2 separate regions of the Delphinus delphis genome follow, and region 1 is linked to region 2. The links are chromatin contacts, called in public Hi-C maps. All regions are on one chromosome and are shown on one strand. Each heading gives the region's core, a stretch centred on a gene start, on an enhancer-like site or on the middle of the called end of the contact. The rest is flanking DNA. Distances are from core to core; before and after follow the strand shown. Region 1 holds the start of SIK2 (salt inducible kinase 2). Region 2 holds the start of PPP2R1B (protein phosphatase 2 scaffold subunit Abeta).

What was found. Hi-C and Micro-C count contacts between places; a contact is called where the count stands out from the background.
Region 1: a Hi-C map of lung shows a contact between it and region 2, with 2.8 times the contacts expected there. The contact joins the promoter of SIK2 here to the promoter of PPP2R1B in region 2. A contact is called at or near these places in 3 of 3 Hi-C or Micro-C datasets (lung and muscle).

What each region holds. Positions count from the first base shown.
Region 1 is chr8:22,421,455-22,424,375 of mDelDel1.2, reverse strand. SIK2 (salt inducible kinase 2) reads left to right here and starts at 1,595. Exons shown (of 15, transcript XM_060017977.1): 1 at 1,595-1,837. The coding sequence starts at 1,703.
Region 2 is chr8:22,256,156-22,259,195 of mDelDel1.2, reverse strand. It overlaps PPP2R1B (protein phosphatase 2 scaffold subunit Abeta), which reads right to left and starts at 1,495. Exons shown (of 16, transcript XM_060017981.1): 1 at 1,373-1,495; 2 at 118-208. The coding sequence starts at 1,486.

The DNA of each region.
Region 1 (2,921 bases), core at 346-2,845, 170 kb before region 2:
TATGGTTGAAAAATGGTGATTTCCTAATTTCATCATTTCTTGTATGTATATTAGTTGACATTCCACTATCAAGAATTGTCATTTCTTCCCCCCCCCAATACTTATTTAACATTGTAAGAACAAGTAAGCTCCCATGGATTCTTTTTTTTTAAATTCATTGTTATAATCCATTTCCATCATTATTCATTCGTGATGCTCAAATTGTCCCAGATGGATAAGTAGAGTTACCTTCAAACTGGCTCCTGTTTCCTTTTTTTTTTTTTTTTTTTTTTGCGGTACGCGGGCCTCTTACTGTTGTGGCCTCTCCCGTTGCGGAGCACAGGCTCCGGACGCGCAGACTCAGCGGCCATGGCCCACGGGCCTAGCCGCTCCGCGGCATGTGGGATCTACCCGGACCAGGGCACGAACCCGTGTCCCCTGCATCGGCAGGCAGACTCTCAACCACTGCGCCACCAAGGAAGCCCTCCTGTTTCCTTTTGACACATCCTCATCATTCTTTGAAAATCTTGCTTTATGGGACAAGATTTTCAAGGGCATTTTATACTTTCCCTCCCTCTGTCTGGGAATCAGCCATTTCTCCAGAGTCTGGTTCTTTTTATTGGAGACTGGCATTTAGAAACCAAGGTCTAAGGACACATAATATGTTTCAAAATATTAAAATAACACTATCTGTTTCCTTGGGTCACCATATGGAAGATTGGTGTGGCGATATGCAATCCTGATTCTAGCATTACCTGTGTGACTTTGGCAATTCCCTGCATTCCCTGGGGTTGACTCCTCATCTGAAAAGAAATTGGATTAAATAAGTATTTCTTAACCTTTTCCCGGTCACCAACATGTTTGAGAATCTGATAAAACTATAGTCCCATCTCCCCAGAGGCAAGCTCAAAGAGGCAAAAAATTGCACACATTTTAGGGGGTTCGGTCTCCAAAGCCCATTTGAGGCTTCAAATCCCTGGATTAGGTGATCTCCAAGGTCTCATCAACGCTGACATTCTGTGAGTCTACAAGCGCCCGCGATGCTGTCAGAATGATTCTTAAGAGACATCAAATTTGGAGGGATTTATATAGAAACAGATGAAAAAGGATACAAAGAAAGGAGCCTGTGAGCAATGCATTGCTCAGCCACAGTTCTTTGCCCTTTCCAAATTTAGGACGCACAGTAGTCATAGGTGAGAGGTTTTGGCGGGAAGGTCCCCGGGTGGGCGGGGAACGCCGGGGTGGGGTAAGGAGACCCGAGCCAGACCCAGGTTTCTGCAGCCCTCCGCTCCGCCCACCAGGGCTCGCTCTTGCCCTTCGGCTGGGTGGCCGAGGATCTGGGCGGGCCGGGCTGCTATCCCGCCCCTGGCAGCGGCGAGGCAACGGGGAGCATGGAGGGCGCCGGAGCCCGGAAGAAACGCGCCGTCCAGGCCCCGCCCATCTGCCCTCCCTCACACCCGCCCGCCCGCGGACGTCCGCGGTGCTCCGGTCGCCATGGTGACCAATCGAGGCCCAGTCCCGCCCCCGCCCCTCTTCCCCGGCCCCCTGACGTCGGCGCACGTCAGCGGCGGCGCGCGCCTGGCTGGGCCCTGCGGAGCGGGAGGGACTGAGCGAAGGAGTGAGCGGAGCGGCCGTCGCCCGAGCGGAGCTGAGCAGCCAGCCAGCCTGCCCGCCGCCCTCCAGCCCGCGCTCCAGTCCGCAGTGTCTAGCAGCGGGGCCCAGCATGGTCATGGCGGATGGCCCGAGGCACTTGCAGCGCGGGCCGGTCCGGGTGGGGTTCTACGAAATCGAGGGCACGCTGGGGAAAGGCAACTTCGCCGTGGTGAAGCTGGGGCGACACCGGATCACCAGGACGGAGGTGCGGCCCGGGGCTCGGCGGGAGCGTCCGAGGCGAGGGTTCTGGAGAGGAGCTTGACCGAGAGGGGCGGCCGCAGCGGGGGCCTGGGGAGATCCGAGAGGCCGGGTCACTAGCTGAAGCGAGAGGGCCTGGGAGTATGAGGACCCAGGAGGTCCAGGGGTCGGTGAGCGCCGCAGCGACCGGGGCCGCGTCACCCGGACCCCAGTGTCGTCCGATTGGAAGCCCGACCAGCAGGGGCTTTGCCTTTCCTAGGCCACCACCGTGGCCACACGGAATTTCACCCAGAGCCTCCCACCCGAGCCGTGACCTGGTCTGTGGCCTCCGCTCTGGAGCCCAAGTTCCGCGTCTTCCCTGCTTTCAGCTGGGGGTGGGGTGGGAGGGGAAGTCTCCGTGCTCCTGGGCTGCGCGGTGAGAGACGTTGCCAGCCCCGAGGAGGGGACCGCCTGTGCTCGGACTCCCGGGACTGGGCTTCGCGCGGCTCCCGGGATCCCGGCGCCCCTCCCCCGCGCGAGGAAGGGGCCACTGGCCGGGAATGCCCGGGCCGCCACTGTCCATCTTCTCTTTCTCTTTTTGCCGGACAGTATCTCTGACTTAGTGTCAGGCTAGTTTGATCTCGTGCCTGAGGCATTTCCACCTATTACTCCAGACAATAGAGCTGGTTAAAATGGTCATCTCTGCATTTGCACAGTTGGTGGGTTGGTCTTTCTTATCCTAGGTTATCCCTTTACCAGGTGTGCATTCTGGCTGTGAGTACGCGTTCCTTAAGCCGCAGCATATTCTGCCTCTCTACTCATAAAGCCCTCGACTGCTTCCTGACGGTGAAGCTAGCATCCCCCCCTCCATTGCACATTCTAATGCACCGCACATATTTTCTCGCAAGTCTCTGTTCTTACCTAACCCGCCCCCCCTTCCTTTCACCGCTTCGAGCTGCTCTCCTCAGGGTCTCTATTTTAAGACGTGCAAATTAAATACTTTAGAAAAACGGTAGAAACAAAACCGTTCTTTAGAATAAAACCTTGTGTTTTTGACGTACTCTACTGTGCCTCATTGTAGTTGTTCTGGAGTCTCACCCTTTTTCAGTTTT
Region 2 (3,040 bases), core at 246-2,745:
AGGCTCAGTTTAGTACTTACTAATACTGTGGGTAACAAATTCGAAAAAAAATAGCCAAAGTTTTGAAAGCCACTGGAAAACAGAAATGCCCATGCCTTTCCTCCAAGAGTCACATACCTGTAAGGAAAGGCAGCAGTTCAGTTCGCGTCCTTTCTACTCCAAGTGCTAGAGCAATTGTTGATAATTTCTTAATACTATTGAGACGGAGCTTTAAAAAAGTAGAAAGAACGAAGTCAAGAAACAGTTGTGATTTAGACCAAAAGACAGTAGTTGCATGCTTCCCTGGTGGCGCAGTGGTTAAGAATCTGCCCGCCAATGTAGGGGACACGGGTTCGAGCCCTGGTCAGGGAAGATCCCACATGCCGCGGAACAACTAAGCCCGTGCGCCACAACTACTGAGCCTGCACTCTAGAGCCCTTGAGCCACAACTACTGAAGTCCCCGTGCCTAGAGCCCGTGCTCCGCAACATGAGAAGCCCGCGATTAAGCCCGTGGGCAGCAATGAAGACCCAACGCAGCCAAAAATAAATAAAATAATTTTTTTTAAAATGTGAATCATTTAAAAAAAATTAATAAAAAAAAGACAGCAGTTGCAAACAGGTGAGATAATAACATACAGGTAAGAATGAAGAAAACCTTTAATTTAGATTTCATTCTATGAGGAACCTCAAGAACAGTGGAACACGCCTTCATTAGCTAAAGGAAGATTTCTTAGGAGAAACACGTTGACGGGCCCATTAAACAAATGAAAGAAAATACAATATTCAGAAAAGTGAGACAATTTTAAAAAGAGAGAACTTTGGCAGTGGTGAAGCAGGTGAAACGGTTGAGTACAACCCCTGCCTTTTCAAAAAAGTTCCATCAGAGGTGATACACCGCCTCCTCTAGGTTAGCTAGCCATCCAACCTAATTTCTACCCCACAAGCCCAGCGGAAGGCAGTCATTCACCTGCACTTCACTGGGCGCCTTGGCATCCTTGCAGCCCGCTCCAGGCCCTCGCGGTTCCGCTCCGCCCTCCTCCCACTCGCTCAGCTACAGGGATGACCCGCCCAAGGCTGGACGCGGCGTTCCCACCGCCCGGCCCGGAAGGAGGGCCCAGGAGGGAAGCCGGTTCTCCCACAACCGCCCCGGACCCGGTGCGACGCCGGGCCAAAGCCTCAGCCGGCCGGGACAAGGGGTGCTGGAGAGGTTCCCGGCCCGTCGGGTCGAGCCACCAGAATCCCTCACGGATCTCTCCCCTCCTCCCTGTCAAGTTTCTGCTCCGAGTCCCAGCTTTTAATCCCCGGGCCTCCCCTGCCCCGGGGCGGGCCTTCCCCCTTCCCTACCACGCGCCCGGCCGAGCCCGCCTCCGCTCCCCGGCCCGACTCCAGTACCTGCACGTCCTCATTGCGCAGCTCGTCGATTAATACCGCGATTGGGTAGAGCGAATCGTCTCCATCTCCGCCCGCTGCCCCCTGGCCCATGCGGGACCCCGCCACGCCCGCCATGTTCTTTCTCCTCCGCTTGGTCGCCACCGCCCGCTTCGCGCCCAGGCCCCGCCCCGCGCCCAGGCCCCGCCCCGCGCCCGGAGAGGCGGGGCTAAGACCCAGGCTCGGCTAGTGCTGAGGTCGGGGAACCAAGTGCCTGGCCGGCCGGTGGAGGCCCCATCCCGGACCCCGTTGCCGGCGGTGCACGTCTGAACTCCAAAGGACAGGTGGGCTGAGAAAGCGAAAGGAGACCGCGTGTCCTTTCCCCAGGCAAAAGAAATAGGGGCGGGGATTCGTCCTGCTCATGATGATCTGAAGGCGTCGGGGACTTACCTGAGTGAACCAGGCTGTGCCCTCTTAGGACTCAGGCGGACCAACGAGGATGCCCAAGGACAGGAGGAAAAAAGATTTAGCGCCTCTCCTGACTTCCTCCTGGCCCTGAGCCATTTGGGTCTCCAGTCCTAATTTCCCCGCTATCCTCAAGCTTCCACAAAACCCCTCCACCTCTTCCTCCGGCCTGTGCGCCAGAATTGTATCTGGCTCCTGCCCCGTAAGACAAATAACGCGGGCGGTGAGAGAAAATGAACAGCGCTATCCAAACTCCCCAGTCAATATTTTTTCCGCTTTCTCCATGCAAGCTGTTAAAAACATGTTGCTCTCTTGTTTTTGTTTCTTTTCAGTTTGGTACTGGAATGGTGCCTTCTGTTGTATTTTCTTCCTCCCATTTTTTAGGTCTTTAGCATGCTAGAAGTACAACAATCAAGCAAAACTAGGGCAAGCTTTAATCCTTCCAAATTGGGTGGCATGGCTACTTTGCTTGTACAAGAAAGGCTAAACTGACCTCTCTAGAACTCCAGGAGTCCTCAAAGGCAGCAGTGGCAGGAGGTGAGGGTATGGGAGTGCTTTCTGACAAAATTTAGTGGGAAGTTTCCATTTACCCTTGTTAGGGCAGCATGGAATAACTAGAATGTCCCTTTTTGTTTGTTTGTTTTGAACTATAAGCAGCTTGGATTGATAGCTACCTATGGTGATCACAAGCTCTGAAATGGTAATTCTATGTGTTTGATTAATAAGAAAAGTAAACTTATTAATAAATCTAATTTAGGAGACTTTTAAAAAAAAACATGGGGTTCGGGCTTCCCTGGTGGCGCAGTGGTTGAGAGTCCGCCTGCCGATGCAGGGGACACGGGTTCGTGGCCCGGTCCGGGAAGATCCCACATGCCGCGGAGCGGCTAGGCCCATGAGCCATGGCCGCTAAGCCTGCGCGTCCGGAGCCTGTGCTCCGCAATGGGAGAGGCCACAACAGTGAGAGGCCCGCGTACCGCAAAAAAAAAAACAAAAAACAAAAAAACATATGGGGTTCTTGGAAGTAAACACAGTAGATAAGGCTTTTGATCATAGTGAAAGTTTGAGAATCAATGGATCTGAACAGTAATTCTCAATTTAGGTTTGTGCATGTGTTCTCTAGGGTTTTGTCTTTTTTTTTTAATATTTATTTATTTATTTGGCTGCATCTGGTCTTAGTTGTGGCACACGGGATCTTCCTTGCAGCATGCGGGAACTTTCTTTGAGGCG